7 separate regions of the Mus musculus genome follow, and regions 1, 2, 3, 4, 5 and 7 are each linked to region 6. A link is a contact called in public promoter capture Hi-C and targeted proximity ligation data. All regions are on one chromosome and are shown on one strand. The core of a region is the stretch at or near the end of the contact, and the rest is flanking DNA. Distances in the headings are between cores, read along the strand shown.

Region 1 (3,123 bases), core at 175-2,674, 670 kb before region 6:
TGGGCACTGGGGTTGCTGGTGAAACCACCTCCACCTTCCGTTTCTGCAGAGAGAAACCAGGAAAGGTGGGTCAGAAGGTAGAGAAGGTGGGACCTGAGAAGAAAGCAAGGTCCCTGGAATTGCTGAGGGTACCGTTGAGCGGTGGTTGGGTTGCAGGCAGGAGCTGGAGGAGAGCGGCTGGTCAGGCTCGCCACCTGGGATGGCCTCCCGCTCCTTGGGCAGGTTGAAGCGGAGTGTGATCTGGACCGGGATTGGCAAGGTCTTCCCGCTGGCCTGGGCGGAGGCCGGCTGCAGAGATAGGTCCAGGGTCTTCCTCTGGGGTGGGGATGGTGGTGGGATGGCGAAGGGGGGGATGGGCCCCTCAGCATGGAATCCCACCCTCTGCCTTCTCTAAAGCAAGGCAGTGCTGGACTCTGGAAGCTACGCCTGCAACTTGGTCCCCATCCTTTGCAAGCTGAAGCCATGGCAGAAGAATGCTGCCTCCTGCCCATTCAGGAACCCCTGAGGCCAAGAGATGCAAGAAGGAAGAGGCAGGAGAGAAAAGATGAAATGGGGGACCTACTCACCACCTCTCTTTCGGGAGAGCCGGGGCGGGACCCAGGAAGTCCGTTCTTGGTAGGTGTCTTGGCCTCTTTCTTGGGAAATTGGATCTTCTTTAAGTCCAGCCGCTCGTGAGTCACCCATTCATCCAGACGTTTGTTGACTGCAGCAGTGAAAACGGCTCAGGAGGGAATGCCAGAGGCTGCCCTCAACCCTCTCCAGCAACCCCACTCCATCCAGGCCCAGGACTCACAGTCAATGTAATGGACATAGAAAAGCTTTCGGCCACTGATGTCCTTCACGCTCAGGATCTCAGCCAGGGCTATGAGAACCACACAGACAGGGAGTCTTAGCCAGGGCAGGTCAGGAGACTCCACCCTTCGACCTGAATCCCACCTCCAGGCTGGAGGCCTGTGTCCCAGCACTCAGAGGGGCTGGTTCAAGACCCCTTTAGTCACCAAGTGACACCTCTCTCCAAGCCCCGCCCGGATCATCTCCGTACGTCCAAAAGCCACGCCCCTCCTCCCGAGTATCTGCGACCGCCCCGGGATTGCAGAAGCCCCTCCCCCTCCCGTGCGATCGTTGACTCCCTCCCGCCCCTCGCCCTCAGGTTCCTTGGACCCGCCCCCCGACGTCACTCACGCCACTCATCTTCGTTGTCCTGGTTGCGCCGCAGCACGGGCAGGCGGCAGCCCTCGATTATCTCCCCCTGGGGAGACAGCGCGGCGCCAGGGTCGGCTACTGGGGGGCCTCGGGCTCTACCCACCTCCCCTGGCTCCCTCCGCCCCGCCCCGGGCACCGGACTCACCACCTCCGCCATCTTCCCTCCCTCCACTGCCACTTCCGGCCCCTCTGGGAGACGTCACTTCCGGAGCTGAGTGCGCTATAGGCCCGAGCCCCTTGAAGCTGTTTGAAAGGGAAACACTTGAGAATCACTGCTAGCTGGTTGGTAGCAAAAAGCCGGCCCGTTTGGGGAATGGAAGAGCAGGACGTTGTAAACCTGAGGCCAAGTACTAGATGGAATCCCCGCTCCTCGCACAGCGATTGGAGGAACGCCGAGTCTGTCACGTGACGCCCACCGGGTGCGACGCCGGTCACTCAGATCATGTTTAGGCTTTGTCTAGAGGCAGTGTTCTGGCGAGCCTCTTAGTGGCAGTGTGAGGTGTCACCCTGAGTAAGAAGCTAAGGAGTGGGGTTTTGAACCCTGGGGAGTCAGTAGACCTGAAGGGATTTAGAGATCCACCCAGGTGTCTGCATAAGATTGCACAGGCCTGGGGGCTTAGCAAGATTTTTCCGTTAATACTGGATTTCTATTTTTAAAATAGTATATATGTGGCTGTATACATGGAAGGTTCAAAATTCCAGTAGGCATTCAGTCAACAAGAATGGATGTCTCAGTTGGTCTTCATTATACATCAGAATCCCAAAGAAGTAGGCGCTAATGACAGTGAAGGAGCGGACTTGTCAACGAGAGTGAGAGCAAGTAGGCAGAGTAAAAGCAGGCTGGCAGTGGAGGCAGAAGCAGGCGAAGCTCTATGAGTTGAGGCCAGCGTTGTCTACAGAGTCAGTTCCAGGACAAGCGGGGTTACACAGATAAGCCCTGTCCTGGGGGTGGCAGGGAGGAAAATCTTGTTTCATGTCTTTCTTTTAGTTTCCAGCAGAAGGTGCATCTTCTGACTTTGAATAACAAGAATAGGTTTGAATAACAAAGGTGTGTTCTCCCTCCTCAAAGATGTGAATTCAAAGTGGATCTTCCACCAAGCCAGCTTGCCAGCACTGGGGAGGCAGAGGCAGGCCTGGTCTACAGAGCAAGTTCCAAGACACCCAGGGCTACACTGAGAAATCCTCTTAAAAACACAAAGCAGTGGGTTTTCCCACTTCAGAGTAGGCAAAATTGTTCACGTATGTGTTCTTCCATTTTTGGGTTTTAGTGAAATCCAGATGTAGTCAAATGGACAACCAAAAATAACTATCACAGATATTGATAACATGCCTAAAGGGTGTAGTGGGGCCCTTTAGCCTTACTTCTAAGTGTTCCCAGTTTAAATGGTTTCGGGTCCATTTGGCCACTTTGAGAAGAGTTTATGTGCAGAAGTAAAGGATTGGTTTCATCACAGGAGCATTAATAATAACACTTGGATTTGATCTGTGTGCAAAATATGTTCAGCATAAGAAGTACTGAAAAGCCAATAGGCCTTTTGTTATTGTTTGTTCTGAGGTGAAGTCTCACTGTGTAGCCCTGCTTGGCCTGGGACTTGTCACAAGGATGACAACAGGCATATGACAGCACACGGCATTTTTCTCTCTTGTGAGTTCTGAGTTGTGCCATCTTTCAGAACATCCAGTCTTCCCCTGAGGAACTGAAGCATCACCACTGTTACTCACAACAGCCTCACAGGGGTGGAGCCATTGCTGCTTCCTTGCTTTGGCTCCGTGAGGCTTTTTTTTTTTTAATTTATGTATTTTATTTTATTTATTTATGTCTGTTCACCTGAGTATGTCATGCACCCATTACACACAGTGCCTGTGAAGGCCAGAAGGAGGCATTGTGGGTGCTGGGAACTGAACACTTTTTTAAAAAAA
Region 2 (2,799 bases), core at 152-2,651, 830 kb before region 6:
GTGAGGCCCACCCCAGACTCAGGAAGGAGACCTCCCCGGGTCACATGGACACAAAGTATAGTTCTATGATGAGATATACTGGCCTCCAGGCCTGAGTCCAAACAGCAGAACCCCAGCCTTTGTTCCCAATGAAGACAGCCCAGGCCTCTGCTTCCCTGAGGACAAGTTTCTTCAGTCTCCATTGAGATGGAAGAAATCAGAGAAAGAGTTTTGGGACCCATGCTCTCCCAGTCTGCCATTCTTCGTGTACGTACAATGTAAAGGCTTGAAGCTCATGGCCTGACTTGGTCACCAGACTCAGCCACTTACTCAGTGGCCTTGAGCAACTCATTTCAATACCTGTCAGCCTCAGTTTTTCCCATCTGAGAAGTGGGGGTTATGATGGCATTTACCTCCTCAGCACACCTGGTCAGGACCTCACCCGTATCAAGGCCTTTCACATACTTCCAAAGTGGGCTGGTGACACACATAGTACTGGAGGAGTGCCTCCAGTCAGACCTTCAGTCAAGAAGCCTTACTGACTGTGTCTCAGGACACCTATGTCCTTCTGTAGGCGCTCTCTGCCTGTAGAGGCCTGGATTAAAGCTTGTGATAGCTCCAGAGACGGTCTCAAACATGTAGCGCCTTCTATCTGTGGGTACACTAAATGCCACTTCACGTAGTATTCAAATATAACAACATTTCATAACCCTGGTTTGTCAATAACCTTTCAGTCTATCAAAAACCTTGACAACAGTTGAAACTGGGTGTGGAGGGGCACATTTGTAATGTCTGCCCTCCACTTGAGAAGTGAAAGCAGGTTATTCTAAGCTACATAAGGAGTTCAAGGCCAACCTGCACAACAAGAGACCCTATCTACAAAAGCCAGGTGTGATGGTGGCACAGTCCAACACTTGAGAGGTGACGGAAGGATCAGGAGTTCAAGGGCAGCCTCAACTAGATACCTGAGACCCTGTCTCAACCAACCTCCCTCCACAAACCACAAGCAAAGCAAACTCAACTAAAGAAACTTCTCACCCCACTTGAGAGGAGCGGTCTTAAGTCAGGACTGCAGACTTGGGTGACAGTTGGAATGATTCTCTCCAGGTAAATAATGATGATGATAATAATAACCCATATTTATAATTCACTTCCCAGCTTTCAGACACTCTCCCCGTTCTTCTTTCTAAGTCTTGGCGCGAGGCCAGGCGGCCACAGGATTTTGTTTCGCCCTGTGTTGGGAACCTTGGCTAGTCTGAACGGGGCGGGGCGCAGTTGCAAGCCCCAACTTCGGCAAGGTGCGTCAGGGGGAATCCTCGGTGCACCTGGGCGCGGCAAGGAAATTGCACCATGTATGGGCAGCTGCGTCAGAGGGGGGCGTGGCCGCCGCGGATGCTAGGGGACGCCAAGTCGGTCGCTTTCTGTCTGTAGAGGCGGCTTGCCACCCGAGCAGAGGGTCGTGAAGTTCCGAGCGGACCGGTCCACAGAGGTTCATCTGGAGAGGTGGGTCCCCTGCGAGGTGAAAGGCGCCGCTGAGACACGCCCCCACCCCCCGTGGTGCAAGTGGTTCAGCCCAAGAACTTTTCATTCATAAAAAAGACCAGACTCCGAGAGGCGCGAGTGAGTCAGAACCGCAGCCGCCAACGCGGACCCTACCGAACATCCAGCCCAGGGCATGTACCGAGACTACGGGGAACCGGGACCGAGCTCCGGGGCTGGCAGCCCGTACGGTCGCCCCGCGCAGCCCCCGCAAGCTCAGGCACAGACCGCCCAGCAGCAGGTGAGACTGGCCGAATCGTCGGGGGGGGGGGGACCTGAGTTTGGACAGCATCAGGGATGCTGGGATTAGTCTAGTTTGCTCCGGGATTTGGACTGGGGCCCCGAGCAGCATCTGACTCTGGTGGTCGCGACCGAGGATCCTGCACGTTCTGTGTGGTCGGGGAACCTATGTACCCGGTGGCCAAGGGGACGAGCGCAGCGGGAAGCGCGAATATCTGCGAATTCCCCTTCTCGCTCGCCCGTATCTCCCTAGCTGACTGTCTTTCTGCCCCTCCGTCTCCGTTACGGTCTTACATTTCCTCCTATCTGCCCCTAATACGCTGTCCCTCTAAATACCTGCCCCATCCCTGCCTGGACAGGATCAGAGGTGTTCTCCATCTCCAGTTAATAACTGGGACCTGGGGTCTGGGCACATAGAGACGGGGTCCATCAGAACTCAGCCGGGACAGAGAATTCTTAGCAGCCTGTCCGAGGCTGTCCGTGTGTTGCTCTGGTTGTCCGTGTCCCTTTATCCGGTCAAGTCCTCATCTCTTTGTGCGCAGTATAGAGCCCATGGGCCCCAGGCAGTGGTTCCGAGGGGTTCCTGGAGACCACGAAGTGTTGGGATGTGCGCGGGGTCACCTGCCCGGCCACACTCGCGCTCCACATTCTCGGCACCCGACGTCTCTCACTGCTGGATAGGGGCACTTGAGAGGTTGCAGGTGTCCATTTCCTGTCGAGGGGCCGCGAGCACGTGTCGCCAGGGGAGGGAAGGAGCTGCGTCCGTTTCGCCGAGTCACAGCGGGCCGAGTCACTGAGGCTGAGTCACCCTGGGTGCCCCTCCCTTCCTGGCCCCAAACGGCCCCTAAGGACCGACGACCTGGGAGCGAGAGATGCCCCTGGCAGTGCTTCTAGCCCAGAACGGGGGTCACTGAGATGCTGGGTCCCCCAGTATTGGGCTGGGGACATAGCTGTCCAGACTTGCCTAAGCATGTGAGGTGCTTCCTGGACTGGAGGGGCCCCACATCCTTAGCTCACAGAGCTTGAACCCAGTTTTCTCTC
Region 3 (3,152 bases), core at 562-3,061, 670 kb after region 6:
TAGGCAGCGGTCAGCCCCAGGGTCACTGTAGGCGGCAGTGCAGGTACCAGCCCAGCTGCAGGCACCAGACCAGACAGGTTACTCTCCATGTCAAGGAGGGAGGCCTGAAACCCGGAGACAGAGATAGAGGGCTGGCCAGAAGCCAGGGAAATAAATACGGAGGGGTGGGACCTGCAATAGGTGGTGAGACCTGGAAACTCTGGAAAAAAGAAGTTGAGGTTGTCAGGCCTTTCCTTCTCAGCAGAGTCGGGCGTGGGGGTGGGGGTGGGGGTGGGCACGGGTAACCTGGGCCCTGGGCCCTAGACCCGTCACTCTGGAGTGTATAAAGTGGTCTTTCCTACCCAGGGCAAATGAAATGGGGGTTGGGGGTGTCCCTCCCTGGGCCAGCCCCAGAGCCAAGATGCGAGGATGCAGTGGCACAGAGTCCCTGGCCTTGGTTGCTCGTGTCCGGCTGGCAGGAGGGGGAGAGCCGGCCGATGCCCGTCAGCTTAGGACAGCGGCCGCTGCGGGGGCGCCCAACGCCCCGCTCTCCCCCTCCCCAAGCTTGGTTCCTCTTTCCCCTCCAATAATCCGGATTGGGAGGCTTCTTCCTCTGTCCTCAAGATTCCAGACGTGTTCCCCCACCGCGTCCACCCTCAGCCCCGGTGAATAAGAGGAAGTCGATGTCAGGTCTCAGGCCGCTGCGGGGTAAGCGGGATCCGGTCGCCGGGACACCGGGCTCCAGCTCCCCGGCTCCCTCTGCTCCGCCCCACTCCTGCGCCTGCGCGGACGTCCGTTCGCTACGTAAACTGCGTAGCGACCGGCAGGGACTCCGAAGCCATGCGCCGCGCCCGGCGTGCATCTCTTCGAGAATCGCCGCAAGGTGCGCTGCCGGCGGGTGTCCCGGGTTACGGATGGCGGCGGGCGGCCGAGAGTAGAGCAGGCCGCACGCAGCAAGCACCTGGGCTACCAGTGCCATGGACCGCCAGCTCTTAATGTTTGGGGACTACCATTTCCCACGCTTAGATTCCCAAATCCACATCGCGTTCGGCGTGCCCATATGGGGGGCGGCAACGACTTCCCCGCACAGGGTCACTGAAGGAAACTTCCGCCCACAACCAAGATGGTACCCGGACCCCGCCCCCTAGCTTCTGTCTGCAGGCCCCGCGCTCCGGCCCGGGGCAGCGTACGCACACCTATCCTGGCAGCAGAGGCCCCTGGAGCCCCACGGCTCGCCTTCCTGGGCGCCCCGTCCCTTCTTCCGCACCCGGGCGGCCATCCTGCCGTAAAGGAGCTCCCGAAATGGCGCGGGGGGTTGTCCCCAAGACGGGCAGTGCAAGGCCTCCACGATCGGGAAGAAGGAGCTGGTCTTCCCATCCCGGTCACTCGGTCCAGGGGGAGCAATAACCATCGCAACGACCATTGCATCCGACGGCCGAGCTTCAGTGAACGGCTCTATAAGTAATCACTAAGCTGTTTACAGAGTTTTCACCAGCTCCCCAGGGAGGTGTCATTAACCCCATTTTACAGGAGGGAATTCGGGCCCAGAAGGGCTGGAGGACTTATCAGCCGAAGCAGGCCTCCAGGATCCAAATGGGAACCCCAAAGCAGCCCTCGCTGGCTCCTGCACACGCCCTAGGCTTGAGGAAGTCCGATCCCGGAATCCGGAGCCTGGGGAGCGACGCGGGAGGAAGGCGGTGGAGACCAGCAGGTCGGCGCAGGGGTGGGACCTGGCTTGGGGTGGCCCCGCCTCCAGGCCGACCCGGGATTTACTTCGAAAACTGATTGGGTCAGATCTGTGACAGTTCTCGTCGCCCAGGAAACTAGGGCCGGGCGCCCTTAGAACTGGAGGGAGGAGGCAGGCCCGGGTCAGGGGCCTCGAGATCGGGCTTGGGGTGAGACCTATTCCCGGTCCTAACGGGCAGGGGGAGCGCACTAGTGTCTGGACAGAGCTCTGAAGAGAGATTTAATATTCGGGCGACAGCCAGGCAGACTGAGCAGACAAATGAGGGATTGGGAAGATTTGGGGAGTTGAGCTACCGTGGTGGGAGAGGGAGACAGGAGTACCTCTCCTCTGCTTCTCATAAACACTGTTTGCCTAGCTGTGTAGTGAGTACTTCTTACCTTGTCTCTACAGCCCAGAGTATGTTCCAGATCCCAGAGTTTGAGCCGAGTGAGCAGGAAGACGCTAGTGCTACAGATAGGGGCCTGGGCCCTAGCCTCACTGAGGACCAGCCAGGTCCCTACCTGGCCCCAGGTCTCCTGGGGAGCAACATTCATCAGCAGGGACGGGCAGCCACCAACAGTCATCATGGAGGTAGGTTCCTCACTACCATTATCTGCCTGTCCCATGCCCCCTGACTCTCAGGTGCCCCTTACGTTGCTGTTGCAGCCATACTTCCTAAAGATTCTTGGGAAGCCCCAGATAGCTCCTTTCATCAGATTGCTTCTTCTACAAACCATCACTGGGCTAATTCACAGAGATGTATGGTATGCCCTTAATGATTAAGCTGACTCACTGAATGCTGAAAACAGACCCCCTTATTATGTCCCCAAGATCAGTGGGAGGTAAGCAGAGCCCCAAAGAAGTGACTTTTCTCTTTATTTATTTATTTATTCATTTATTTATTGTATGTGAGTACACTGTAGCTGTCTTCAGAAGAGGGCATCAGATCCCATTACAGATGGTTGTGAGCCACCATGTGGTTGCTGGGAATTGAACTCAGTACCTCTGGAAGAGGAGTCAGTGCTCTTAACCACTGAGCCATCTCTCCAGCCCAAGAAGTGGCCAGTAGGTCCGTTCGTTCGTTCGTTCTTTCTTTCTTTCTTTCTTTCTTTCTTTTTTTAAAATGATTATTTTTTGGTTTTTCAAGACAGGGTTTCTCTGTGTAGCTCTGGCTATCTTGGAACTCACTCCTACAGAAAAACCAATAAATAAATAATAATAATAAAAACTAATAAAAAAGGAAGAAGAAAGCTGAAGGTTAAAAGAAGGGATGGGGGAGGGGACTGGAAAAATGGCTCAGTGGTTCAGAGCATTTACTACCAGGCTGGCCTTGAACTCAGAAATCCTCATGTCTCTGCCTCCCAAGTGCTGGGATCAAAGGCGTGCACCACCGCCGCCCAGCTCAGTAGGTTCTTTCTTACTCTATGGCTCGCCTTCAGCCCGACTA
Region 4 (2,848 bases), core at 192-2,691, 690 kb after region 6:
ACTGTCCCTGTAGCCCCTGTGGCACCATCTTCAGGGGCCTAACCTCCAAAGGCCACCCAGGGCTCTGGCTCTTCAGTTCCAAACTTTGTTCAGCACCCCCACCCCAACCCAGGCCCTCTCCTTGTTTCCACTTCCTTATTTGGGTTTATCACACTGCAAGGAAAAGGAGAAACTTTTCCCTTTAGTCTGGCCTGGGGGAAGGGGTATCCTGGGGCCCCGGGGGTACCCACCCTTGCCCAGCACACCTGCAGCTAAGGCCACGCCCCCAGCCCCTCCCCTTAGTTCTCACTCCTGCCCCACCCTGCCGGAAAGAAACCCAGCGTCTTCCAGGCCTATGGCCCGACTGGGAAGGAACAGTAAGGAAACTCAGGCCGCCTGAGTTGAGGCCCTAGGGAGCAAGGAGCCCAGGGGGTAGGAGAGGGAACAGTACAGAAACGTGGGTGAGACGTGATATCTAGATAAGAAGCCGCAGGTGAGTATCAGGGAAGTACCTGAGAGAAAGCAATAAAAAGTGGGGACCAGGATTTATTGAGGTTCAAAGTCACTAAGTTAAGGAGTGGGGAGCAAAGTTCCCAGAGTTGGAGGAACCTGGAAAGGAACAAAGTCTCCGGTAAGGGGTGGCTCGGTGCTCCCATCTGAACAGAAAGCTCGCTGGAATCCAGAAGCAGGACGAAAGGGTATCAACCAGGGCAGGCTGGAAAGGGATGACTATAATGGCTCAGGCAAGCGAGGCACTGAGAAGAGTAGGATCCCAGTGGCACCCCACCCAAGGCAAGGATGTCCTATGCCCCCATGGGGGTCCTGTGCCAGGAACAGGGGTCTGGGGACCAGACCAAAAACTAAGAACCAGCATGGAGACTTTGATATTCATCGTTGGCAAGGGTGGAAAAGAGTGAGAAGAAGGACAGGATTTACAGGGGTTCAAAGTCTCCATGCCAAGAAGAGCCCAATTGACCACAGCTACTGTCTTGCGGGGGAGAAGAGCGGGGACAACGACAAAGTCTTCAATTACCAGGACAACAGGGGACTCAAGTTTCCGGAGTGCAACAAGGCTGGAATAGGGGGTGAGGTGGTCAGGCAACACTGAAGTGGGGGTCCCTGGCATTCATCTAGTCGAATGTGACTGAAGGAATCCTTCGATCTAGGCAGAGCAGAGGACAGCCCACTCACTTACCTCGTCCCATTTGATGAACTTACTCCCGCGCCGCAGGGTCTCCACCACGGTGGGCGGCTCCAGCTGCAGCGCGTGGACGCCGGGCCTCGCGCCCGCCATGGCTAAGCCAGGGGCGGCTCGGGGACCTACGGAGCCCCGACGGGAACCGACGGTGCCACTGCTCTCTCCACACGCTCCCGCGCGGCCCGCTCTGGCCCCGCGGCGTCAGCGCCCGCCCGCCAGCCAGTCTGTCCCGGACGGACCGGAGACTCGGCGCCCGGCCCCGCCCCCGCAGAGCCCCGCCCCGTCGGGCGGTGCCGCCCCCTCCCACCGCTATGGTGCCGCCCGACCCACGGCGGCGCCCCCTCGCGGTTGGGGCGGCGACTGCAGCCAAAGGGATGATGGATGGAATGGGGGGGGTCTTTGTTGGCCGGCTGACTCAGTAGGACTCTCTTTTTTTTGTCTTAGATAAAGTGCTATTGAGGGTGCACCTGGAAAGACGGGTGTTGGAGCCGCTCAAGACATGCCAAGGTCAGCCGGTTGAGGACTCAGGTGGAAAAGGCGAAGATAATAAGGTTAGGGGACACAGACCCTTGTCCTCAACCCGACTCCTACCGCACTTAATGAGCTCAGGAAACGTCGTCACCCCATCTCTCTCCATCCCACTCCACCCGCGTGCCCTCACTTTGCCTCTCCCCCTCCTGCTGCAGCACAGTCCCCCCTCCCAGGGAGCACTTAGCTGGCTAATGGGCCTCCCGCCGGCAGGCGCCCCTCCCCCGTCCCTAGCTCTGGAGGCCTGGAGCTGCCACCTCCTTTGAGGACCCAGGCATCCTGGTTTTCCAGAGAAAACCTTGCCGCAGTTCTTGTGCTGCTGACCCTGTGACGGGAGCCAGTCTCAGTGAACCTCTTAGTTGAACATAGTGAAAGATGGTTGTTTGCCCAGAGGTGGCAGAAGCCTCGTGGGTGTCCCCAAAGGAGGGGTTGTGCAGCTCCTGGCCCACAGCAGGTGCCCTGAAATCTGTGTTCCAGTGATCTGAGGAACCGAAGGGGCAGACCCATGGGCACCGGCCGGGGTGGGGGCTGTAGCCCCCCCCGCAGGGCTTGGCTGGGGGGGCTCCTGCCTGGGGGCCCCTGTGGGAGCCCCCCCAATACAGAGGAGGCAGCAGCAGCAGGTTTAAAGTAGAACTCATCCAGAGGGGCCAGCCAAGTCACCTAGAAACCCAGAAAGAGTTGGAGCTAGCTCTGGGGGAGGAGGGTCGGCTAAGGAGGAGCTTCCCTACCGGCGCCTTTGCCCCAGGCGCTCAGGCCTCCAGAGGAGCCCTGCCTGGCACTGGCTGTCCTCCAAATCGCCATCATGGCGGCAAACTTAATGAATCTAGTTGTCTTTGGCTGTGGCCTTGTGCAGTGGTGTGATTGTTATCTCCACTTGAGGCCCAGAGAGGGGAAGGGACTTGCCCAAGGTCACACAGCTTCCTGAGAGGATTTAACCCCTCTTTCTGCTTCCTGCCTCTGCTCCCTGGTCTGTAGGAGAAAAGGGGGGGGGGTGCAGGCCTGTCATCTCCCTCCTCTTCTTCTTCCTTCTCCTCCTCCTCCTCCTTCTCCTCCTCCACAAGGACTATAAGAAAATACCCCTTCAGAGCTCCAACTACCACCCACCTCCTCCAGAGATCAGAACCATTAAGAGTGGAGATTGGC
Region 5 (3,166 bases), core at 631-3,130, 770 kb before region 6:
AGAACCAAACTCAGGTCCTTTACAAGAGTCGCAAGAGCACCTAAGGACTGGGCAATCTCTCCAGCTTTGCCTTTGAAATTGAAAGATCTTTTGTGAAGGCAGTATTTAATCTAGAGAATGAATATTAAAAAGAATTTTCAGAAAATATTGCCTGTACAAATCTGGGCACATTCATCAGTTTAATAATTCAACTTTCAGAACGCATTCTCAGTACCCACTCAGGAATAGCACCCACAACAATACCAGTAGGTAATATTTATATTTGGCCTTATAATATATTAGGCATTGTTCTAATAAATAAATTTATGGGGCTGGAGAGATGGCTCAGAGGTTAAGAGCACTGACTGCTCTTCCAGAGGTCCTGAGTTCAAATCCCAGCAACGCCATGGTGGCTCACAACCATCCATAATGAGAACTGATGCCCTCTTCAGGTGTGTCTGAAGACAGCTACAGTGCACTTACATATAATAATAAATAAATCTTTGGATCAGAGCGAGTGAGGCCGGAGCAAGCGGGGCCAGAGTGAGCAGAAGTCCTGAGTTCAATTCCCAGAAACCACATGATGCCTCACAACCACAAGTACAGCTACAGTATACTTATAAACATAAAATAAATAAATCTTTTAAAAAATAAATTTATGTATTTATGACAAACTCTCACACTGTAGTTCCAGCAGGCCTTAAACTCGTGGTTATCCTCCTGCCCCACCCTCATAAGTGCTGGGATTATATCTGGCTTCTAATCACTTTATAAACATGTTCTAAGCATACACACACACACACACACACACACACACACACACGGCATATGTACATATATACATCCTTTTACTATTGAGACAGGATCTCACTATATAGCCCTGGCTTGCCTATAACACTCTATGTAGACCAAGCTGGCCTTGAACTCATAAAGGTCTTCCTGTTTCTGCCTCTGCTTCTACCGCTGAAATTCCAGGATTAAAGGTGTGTCTCACCATGCCTGGCTATTTATATACATTTCTATATGAACATGTATAAACAGAAAGCCATGGCCAGCCCTCCAAATTCCATTTGAATCCCAAATGCCACTTCTTGGATTGTGTGACACTACCAAGGCAGGCTTTCTGCCCTCACTCCCCCCCTTCAAACACAGGCAGACTAGCTCTTTGCTGCAGCAGGACCCCTTGTCCTTGGTTTTCTTCTTGATGTCTATCTCTACTCTCACCCACTCTGCTTGACAGAGATGTGACTTTCAGAACACAGCACAGCAGCTCCATCCCCTATCTCTGTCCCAGCTCACTACACTCCTACCTCAAGTGAGAGTTGATGCAATCCAAAACAATGAAGCTCCCCAATAACTGCTGACTGAGGCTGAGAGGAATAAACGAAGAATGGATGGATGGTCTTACAAATATATAGGCACGAATACACAGGTGAGCCTGTAAACTCAACAGGACTCTCTCACCCTTCTCAGTCGCTTGCAGACTGCCTTGTTCTCCCCCATCACGACAGTACTGAGTTGATTTGGGGGAGGGGGCAGAGGCGGGATTCCATCTATGCAGGCTGGGACAAAAATCCTGATTATCTTTGCATCCTCAACCTGGCCCTATGCAGGGGCCTTAGAAGCGCCGCATTCCCGTGCTCAGATCTCTCTCCCTGCTTGGTATGGTATGATGAAGTGAGGTGGAGTAGGAAGACGTTTTATTTCCTTCCTTTACCTTACTCTCATTTCCAGCTTCCTGATGTTGCTCCTCCATGGTGCTCCTTAGCTGGGATATACAGGAATCCTACGACAAGCCACGGCCTGCGCGTTCCAAGAGCTTGGGTGAGGGAACCTTGTAGGGATGCTATCAGCTGACATTGACACTAGCTGCGGCCTCCCTGGGTGGGTCCCATTGCCCACAGCTGCTCCTTCTGATTAGACAGCAGTTTTACCACATGAGCCTCTATTGGCTTTGAGGCCTATCAATCTTACGTGGGCATTTAAGCGGCACCAGAAAGCCGGACCAGGATAGGCCAGGGCCTGAGGGTAGAGGTCACGTGTCAGTCCCGCAGGTGGACCCCTACGAATCCGGCCGTTCCGGGACCCGCCTTCTTCTAACGGGCACGAGCAGAGGCGCACATGCGCACTAGGGCAGCTTGGCGCCACCAGGCGGTGGGCGGGGCGGGGAGTCCGGAGGGGGGGCGAGGGTTGGGAGGGAGGTTTGGGTAGGGAGGAATGGGGAACTCGAGTGGGTCAGGGGGTCTAGGGACGAGGGCAGGCTGCAATGTCTGTGGAGAAAGCGCTTCCGTTCCAGTTTTCACACCCGGGCCAGAAAGTACGGAGTAAGCAGCTTAAGGAGCCGCGGGGACGCAATAAGGCCCGGATACCCCGCGCCCATATTCTTCGGGGGGACCAAAGGAAATCGCCACCGAAGTCACACTGCAAGAAGGCGCAAGTGAGAGAGAAAGAGAAGGTGTGGGTACCCTGGAATGGACTCATCGTGATTGGGAAGAGAGTGGAACTCTTGGACAGAAACGTGCAAAAGTCTAACCCAAAGTTGGAATCTGAGGACTGGAAGCTGGAGGGCACCGGGAAGAAGTTCTCAAGAGAGAAATCGGGCCTGCAACAGGAGGCAGTGGTCGCGAAGCTCCTGAGCAGTGTAAGAAGGGCGGTGCAGGCTCGAGCAAGTTTGGAGTATGACAGCCCAGAGATTTGGAGAGAGTTGGAGGATAGACTCAAAGCTGGTGTAACTACGAGTGCAGAGATGACTGCAGAGCGTGGGGAAAACTTGAAATCTAGGGACAGGTTGAGGACCACTGGAGGGGACTTGAGGTCCAGAGGGGATCAGCTGAGGCCGAATGAGGAACTGGAGTCTAGTGGAGAGAACTTGAAAAAACGGGTACCCATTGGAGACAAGGTGGTAGGCAGGGGAGAGAAGCGGAGGTCTTCTGCTGAAAAAATGGACAGTAGGGAGAGGCGGGGGTCTGTTGTAGAGAAAATGGACAGTAGAGAGAGGCGGGGGTCTGTTGTAGAGAAAATGGACAGTAGAGAGAGGCGGGGGTCTGTTGTAGAGAAAATGGACAGTAGAGAGAGGCGGGGGTCTATCAGAGAGAAGACGGACAGTGAAGAGAAGCGGGGATCCATTAGAGAGAAGGCGACAGAGAGTAGACAGAGGCGGGGGTCCATCAGAGAGAAGGTATCAGAC
Region 6 (2,918 bases), core at 204-2,703:
TCCTGTGAGATCCCACTGTTTTCTCCCCGCCTAACCCCACATAGGTGTCTAGCTCACAGGCTTCCAAATCAAAGTTTTCAAGTGGGATCCAAGGCTTTCAAGTTCCCATGATTTTCTGTTGGCTCTAGTGCTGTTGGGGATGGGCCCTACTGGCTTGTGCACGCTAAGCAAGTGCTTCTACCACTAAGCTATGAATTTAGCCTCATCGATAAATATTTTGTCTTTTTTTTTTTTTCTTTTAAGACAGCGTCTGTTGTCGAGGCTGGCCTCAAATCGATGGGTTCAAGTGATCCTCCAACCTTTCCAAACAGTTGAGACCACAACTGTGTGCTAAACAACTCCTCCGGTGCCTTTTAGACTTCTCCAATGGCCCTTAGATCCTCCTGCCACTTGGGTGACCTGATATTAGTTACCTAACAATCATAGTCCCCAAATCTCTGACATCACCCACTAGACACCAGCAGACACAGCCAAGGGGGCTTAGGTGTGGCCAGGTATGATGGTGGGGAACAGCTACCAACTGGAAACAGGTTGGGACTCAGAACGGAACAAGAGATGGTACTGGTGGTGTCCCTGACAGGAAAGCGGAAATTTTGGGGCTTTTAATTTCCCCTAAGTTCCCACAACATTTCATTGTTGCTCAACACTGCCCCTCTTCCTTACAAAGGGTATTTCCGATTTCACTTCCTCCAAACTCATCTAGCCAGAAAGCTGCAACTTTTTACCCCATTCCGCAGCTGGCACCGCCTTGGTGAAAACTCCCCGCTAGGTCACGTCAATTGTTTCCATTGCCGTGTCCCTCTCCCATCAGTCTGAGTGGAGTCCCAGCGCACTCTTCCTCCTTCCTTACCGATATTCCTCTTCCCGGTGTCCTGTACTCCCTCGGCTTTCCCTATTCCCGCTGTCCTGTCCCTCTCCAGAGTCGCTAAAAGACCAAAGGGTGAGGCTCCCGATGCTTTTGGGAGTTCCTAGCCAGCGGAAACACTGCAGTTGGGGAGCGCAGCTGAAGTACTTGGGGGTGTCCGGAAGCCCACACGTGCTAGATGGTGCTCAGACTTAGTACATCTCGACGCCAGACTCTGGCACCCGCGACCGCCACACTTCCACGAGCCATCCCTCGAGGGGCGGAGCAAAACAGGTGCGGTTGCCAAGGCACCGCAGCCACGAGCTCGCGATATTTGAAATCAGCTAATGGGAAGCAGAAGAGGACGTGGCACGCGAATGGGGCGGGGCCTGGAGGGCTCTTCCCCCGCCTCCTCTCGGGCCAGCCTCGAGGCGGCGGCCAGCGTGCGGGAACGCCGGGCTCCGGCTTATTATAAAGGGGCGGCTCGACGAGGTTCGCGCGACCCTCGGCAGAGGGCGCTGTCGTGGTCCTCACGCCGGCCCTCGAGCCTGCGCCTGCGCGGTGCGGGCAGCGCCCCGCCCCCTGCCCCTCTGCCCTCCGCCGGCCGGCCGGCCCCTCCTCGGCCGCGCGCCCCAGTCCCGCTCAGCCACCGCTCCGTCCTGTAGCAGCCAGCCCCGTCTCCGGCATCATGTTCAGCTGGGTGAGCAAGGATGCCCGCCGCAAGAAGGAGCCGGAGCTCTTCCAGACGGTGGCCGAGGGGCTGCGGCAGCTGTACGCGCAGAAGCTGCTGCCGCTGGAGGAGCACTATCGCTTCCACGAGTTCCACTCGCCCGCGCTGGAGGACGCTGACTTCGACAACAAGCCGATGGTGCTCCTGGTCGGCCAGTACAGCACCGGCAAGACCACCTTCATCCGCCACCTGATCGAGCAGGACTTCCCGGGGATGCGCATCGGGCCGGAGCCCACCACCGACTCCTTCATCGCGGTCATGCACGGCCCCACCGAGGGCGTGGTGCCCGGCAACGCGCTCGTCGTGGACCCGCGGCGCCCCTTCCGCAAGCTCAACGCCTTCGGCAACGCCTTCCTCAACAGGTACCCACCCCTTGCCCCCCAGCGCGAGGATACCAAAGGCCTCCGGAGCCATTGCCCCCAGCCGGCCTTTGTCTCCGAGAGCCCCCGCCAGACCCTAGGCGACCACTCCCAGGGACACCGGCTTTGCTGCGTCCCACTAACTACCCGAGAGAAGTTAGAGACTAGGCATCGTCCACTCTTCTGGCTTCTGTCATTCCCAGAACCTTCCAGGTTTTCAGTTTAACTCTCACATCCTCCTGCAGACCCCAGACCTACTTCCCACAGAGCGGGGGGCTGCTGTGAGAAGATGAACCATTGCTGTCCCCCCTTTCTTGTTCCTCATTCTGGAGGCACCCAGCTCATTCTCATGAATCCCCCTCCTCCTCTGGGGTCCGTTTTTAAAGTGTGTGTCCTGGGAAACCTCGAGACTTAGATGTTCCTTTTGCTAGTGTGTCACTCTCTGCGTCACATCTCCAGGGACCAGTGGTTTTGTGTAGGAAGGGCGCGGAGGCTATGCTTTGGTCTGCTGATTTGGGGGCAGCCCCCTTTGAAGGCAGGGGATGAAGGAGTCCCAACACCCCTCCTAAAAGCAGCACTTACGTGAATGCCAAACCAGCCAGGAGTACAGGAGACAACCCTGTCTCAAACACAACAAAACAAAAAAAGCTTAAGTCAGTGTTGCCTCAGGAGACTTCAGGGACTTCAGGGGGTGGTAACACTGTGGCTCCTGAAATGACCAGACCCATAGTCTAGGATAGATTGGATAGACTTCGTGTGTCTCCTGGAGTCTCAGCTTAACCAGTTCCCGGTGAGTTAGAGTCAGCCCCTCAGGATGCTATGAATGAATCACAGTGGCCTGCCTGAGGAGCTCTTAACACCCAGGATCTTTAAGGGCATTGGGGCATCCCAGACTCCTCCCACAGGAGGTATGACAGGACTCACAGACCCTGCCCTCTCTGCTCCCTCTTTCAAGGAGTGACTCTACATGCCTTTCGACTTCTGC
Region 7 (3,128 bases), core at 424-2,923, 710 kb before region 6:
AAGACACATCCATCTATCACACACAGTTCTGGAAACCACACATGCCACCTCAAAGAACCAAAGCCCAGGGAGGCTGGAGGCTGGCAGAGGCTACAGCATCAGAAGCTTGGGACACAGCCAGAGTTGGACTCCCTGACCCCTGGAAGCCCCTCCCCTCAACTGTAACAGGGTTTAATAATCCTTTCTGGCTACCGAGAGCTGGGACACCAGACCTGCAGTTATCAGCGCCCTCTGGGCCTCAGACAGGGCAACCAGACAGGCTCCTACTCCAACCTGCCTTCCCAGCCCAGGGCTGCTCTCACCCTGGCCTCTTTCATCTTGGGCCTAATTAGCCGGGCGCCCCACCCCAAAGCTTCTTAAACAGGAGTCATCACTCCCAATTTATAGATGGGGAAACTGAGGCACCTAGAGGGAAGTGGTTTAGAGCTGTCGCCTGTGAGTCAGCTGTGGAGCCAGAGCCCAGAAGAGCAGAGACCAGGTCTTCTAGCTCCCCGTGCCTCCCCCAACGCCCCCATGTCTCCATTCTCTCTTCTTCTACCCTTGTTCTGGGGGCCCAGGCAGTCTTCTTTTTAGGACCCTACCTCACCACTCTCATCTGCAGCCAGGTCAGGATAAGGGGCTAGGAAGGAACTTGGGCCACCCAAAGGGACAAAGACAAAGAAATAGCCAGAGGCTAGCAATGGGGGCTCAGGTGTTTCATCTTCAAAGTGGCTAGCAGGAGGCTTTATAGGACGGTGAGTATGAGATTTGGACGACAGAAGGTCTGAGCCCCTGAAACTAGCGGGCCAGTGAGCACCCACAGCCTGGGACTCGCCAACAAGCCCAGATACAGTCCTCTGGACTCTAGTAGGTAGCGTGTGTACTACTTGGCCAGAAGTCTGGCAGCCCGGCCGTTGTCTTCTCAAGCCTTGGTTTCTCGGTTCATATTAGGTGTGTTACGAGCTGAGTGACCCTCCAGGCCCCGCCAACACGCACACCTAGAGTCAGGATCCCGTTGTGTTTCGGCTTCGCTGCGTCTTAAGGTCCCGCCCTGCTCGCTCTACTCTAGCGCGCCCGACCCCTGTAGGCAATCCGTGCGACTTCGGGCAAAGGTCAGCAGCTACCATCCGGCTGCGACCCTGGCCCCGGGTCCTCGCCTCCAAGCAGAGCGAGGTGGTCCCCCCCAGCACCCCCGACGCCAGGTCAGCGTTGAGGACGCCAAGCCAAGCCCTGCGGCGCCGGTTCGACCGGTCCCGCAGTGACCCACGCCTTGCTCTTCCTGCTCTGCCCTGGGACTGCGCCTCGCGCGCCACCCAGCGGCCGCCCGAAGACCCGCATTCAAGCAGCCGGGCCAAGCGCGCAGTCACCGGGCCCGGGCGGGAGGACTGGGGGACGCGCTGGCCGCCTTCCCGATCTGCCCAAGCCGCTGTTCTGCTCCAGGGCCTGGGAACGCAGTTCCATCGGGGAGCGGACCGGGAGCCCGGCCCACCAAACCCCGCCCCTGCCCGTGCCTGCGGCAGTTTCGGGGCAGGGGGCCTGCACGGCGAGACAGTTACTCAGACCTGGCGAAACCGGCGAGTCGGCACCTGCCGGCCTGGCGGGCGTGGCAGGCGGAGGCTCCGTTACGCCCCGCCCCCGGGCTCGCCCCGTCCCGGCCGCCCACGCGCCGAGCGCCGCGCCCCGCCCCGGCCCGCGCCGCCAGCCTGCCAGCCCGGAAGGAGCCGACCGAGCGCCCGCGGCAGCTGACTCAAGCGGTGAGAGAGGCCGACCCGTTACCACGGGCGCCAGGGGCGCGAGCGACGCTGTGGTTTCGATGCCCTTCGTAGGCGGGAGGCTTAATGAGCTCTCCGCACGCACCTTCTGGGCACCCCCACCCCGATCCTGCGGGTCCTATCCTGCAGGGGCCCGGGCTGTTGCTTCCGGCATTATCTCCGAAGCCTCCAGAGTTCATCTCGGGACCTAGGCATTGGGGGGCGGGGAGGGGTCTGCAAGACGGCCCTAGGGTAACAGCAGCCCCTCGGGAAGGTGGAGGACCTGGGCGCCCTCTAGTGGCCGTAAAGGCCTGCGCGTCGTCCTCGCCTCGGTGTCTGATGCTCTCTTCCCTTTACAGAGAAGTGGATGACTGACCATGGGGCCCCTAGGTCGAGAAGCCTGGGCCCAGCGCCTGGGGGCCTTCCGAGCCAGCCCATCCGCCTTTCTGGCAGGTGCCGAAGGTGAGGATTTGGGTCGCGACCTGTTGAGTGACCTAAGGAGTGAAAAGCTAAGCGAGCAGACCAAGGTAGGTCCTGCCCGTGTGCCCTGCCGTGGTCCATATGGTTGCTTCATACTACCGCATGCTGAACTCAACGAGTTCCTCTTAAATCCCCCATCTCAGGTTTCCTTACTGACACTGAGCTTGGAGTACTCTGATAAACTTTGGCCTGATGCACCTGCCGCGGAGGCTGCTGCCACTTCCCTGTTGGACACGCTTGTCCTCCTGCCCACAAGACCTTCAGCTCTCCGGAGGCTCCTGTTGTTGGCAGCCACTACAGCCCTGGTGTCAGGAGATGCTCTCGGACCCACTTCGGGAGCTTCCTGCCGGCTTCTGCCCTTACTTCTTGGCTTAGCTTCAGGCCGAGACTTGGGACGAAGCTTTGGAACCCCTTCAGAACAGCGCCATCTACAGGCCACAGCCTGTGAATGCCTTGGAGAACTTGAGCGCTGTAAGCCTGGGCTGCTGGCCGGCGCCCTGGGGATGCTGCGGAGCCTCCCAGGGCAAACAGGTCCCATCCAGCCTGTCAGCCTGCTTCTGGCCCTTGTTCTACACGACACCTTGGTGGTACAGTCCAGGTCTGGGGCTGGCCTGCAAGGCCTGCTGGTGGCTGAGGACTTCTCCACTGGGAGTTGTCCCTGGGACTGGACCCTGGCTGAGGAATGGGATGCCCATCTTAAGCCCCAGGGGCCCAGCTGGCCCACAGCTGGGGAGGAGGAGCGTGGCTTTCCGGTTCTAGAGCCCAGCCCCGAGGACGCCCGAGAGCTGAAGGCTGCCGTGGCCCAGCTTCTGGACACTTCCTATCTGCTCACTCCTGTGGCTCAGGCTCAACTTCTGTGGCTGTTGGGCTGGGCCCTCCGGGGTCTTCGGGGACAGCCACCAGTGCTTTTCAAGCCAC

What was found. Promoter capture Hi-C pulls out the DNA fragments that hold promoters and counts their contacts. Capture Hi-C pulls out chosen DNA fragments and counts their contacts.
Region 1: a promoter capture Hi-C map of liver shows a contact between it and region 6, with 2.4 times the contacts expected there. A contact is called at or near these places in 4 of 39 promoter capture datasets (cranial neural crest, liver, neutrophils and 1 more), 1 of 484 Hi-C or Micro-C datasets (embryonic stem cells), 4 of 130 datasets of targeted methods (bone marrow-derived macrophages, memory CD8 T cells, neural tube and 1 more) and 2 of 9 other capture datasets (liver and pancreatic islet).
Region 2: a targeted proximity ligation map of pancreatic cancer cells shows a contact between it and region 6. A contact is called at or near these places in 1 of 39 promoter capture datasets (liver) and 1 of 130 datasets of targeted methods (pancreatic cancer cells).
Region 3: a targeted proximity ligation map of extraembryonic endoderm stem cells shows a contact between it and region 6. A contact is called at or near these places in 3 of 39 promoter capture datasets (the 3T3-L1 cell line, the C10 cell line and neutrophils), 1 of 484 Hi-C or Micro-C datasets (B cells), 6 of 130 datasets of targeted methods (bone marrow-derived macrophages, embryonic stem cells, extraembryonic endoderm stem cells and 3 more) and 2 of 9 other capture datasets (embryonic stem cells and liver).
Region 4: a targeted proximity ligation map of pancreatic cancer cells shows a contact between it and region 6. A contact is called at or near these places in 7 of 39 promoter capture datasets (the 3T3-L1 cell line, cranial neural crest, embryonic stem cells and 4 more), 5 of 130 datasets of targeted methods (bone marrow-derived macrophages, extraembryonic endoderm stem cells, large pre-B cells and 1 more) and 2 of 9 other capture datasets (adipose tissue and embryonic stem cells).
Region 5: a targeted proximity ligation map of pancreatic cancer cells shows a contact between it and region 6. A contact is called at or near these places in 1 of 39 promoter capture datasets (pre-B cells) and 2 of 130 datasets of targeted methods (embryonic forebrain and pancreatic cancer cells).
Region 7: a contact with region 6 is called in a promoter capture Hi-C map of cranial neural crest. A contact is called at or near these places in 4 of 39 promoter capture datasets (the C10 cell line, cranial neural crest, liver and 1 more) and 1 of 130 datasets of targeted methods (pancreatic cancer cells).

What each region holds. Positions count from the first base shown.
Region 1 is chr19:5,608,670-5,611,792 of GRCm38.p6, forward strand. Kat5 (K(lysine) acetyltransferase 5) reads right to left here and starts at 1,425. Exons shown (of 14, transcript NM_178637.2): 1 at 1,349-1,425; 2 at 1,183-1,249; 3 at 794-862; 4 at 567-703; 5 at 133-288; 6 at 1-43. The coding sequence starts at 1,360.
Region 2 is chr19:5,446,297-5,449,095 of GRCm38.p6, forward strand. It overlaps Fosl1 (fos-like antigen 1), which reads left to right and starts at 1,402. Exons shown (of 4, transcript NM_010235.2): 1 at 1,402-1,759. The coding sequence starts at 1,655.
Region 3 is chr19:6,940,751-6,943,902 of GRCm38.p6, forward strand. Bad (BCL2-associated agonist of cell death) reads left to right here and starts at 1,812. Exons shown (of 4, transcript NM_001285453.1): 1 at 1,812-1,874; 2 at 2,117-2,296. The coding sequence starts at 2,125. Gpr137 (G protein-coupled receptor 137) reads right to left here and starts at 443. Exons shown (of 7, transcript NM_207220.3): 1 at 1-443. The coding sequence starts at 89.
Region 4 is chr19:6,968,373-6,971,220 of GRCm38.p6, forward strand. It overlaps Plcb3 (phospholipase C, beta 3), which reads right to left and starts at 1,442. Exons shown (of 31, transcript NM_001290349.1): 1 at 1,175-1,442. The coding sequence starts at 1,273. It overlaps Gm52400 (a long non-coding RNA gene), which reads left to right and starts at 324. Exons shown (of 3, transcript XR_003952919.1): 1 at 324-472; 2 at 1,622-1,728.
Region 5 is chr19:5,508,637-5,511,802 of GRCm38.p6, forward strand. Snx32 (sorting nexin 32) reads right to left here and starts at 1,881. Exons shown (of 13, transcript NM_001024560.3): 1 at 1,697-1,881. The coding sequence starts at 1,735. It also overlaps the pseudogene Gm31166.
Region 6 is chr19:6,275,443-6,278,360 of GRCm38.p6, forward strand. Ehd1 (EH-domain containing 1) reads left to right here and starts at 1,454. Exons shown (of 5, transcript NM_010119.5): 1 at 1,454-1,936. The coding sequence starts at 1,533. It overlaps Gm14963 (predicted gene 14963), which reads right to left and starts at 1,136. Exons shown (of 2, transcript NR_168273.1): 1 at 851-1,136.
Region 7 is chr19:5,566,351-5,569,478 of GRCm38.p6, forward strand. It overlaps Ap5b1 (adaptor-related protein complex 5, beta 1 subunit), which reads left to right and starts at 1,674. Exons shown (of 3, transcript NM_001362046.1): 1 at 1,674-1,733; 2 at 2,090-2,257; 3 at 2,354-3,128. The coding sequence starts at 2,108.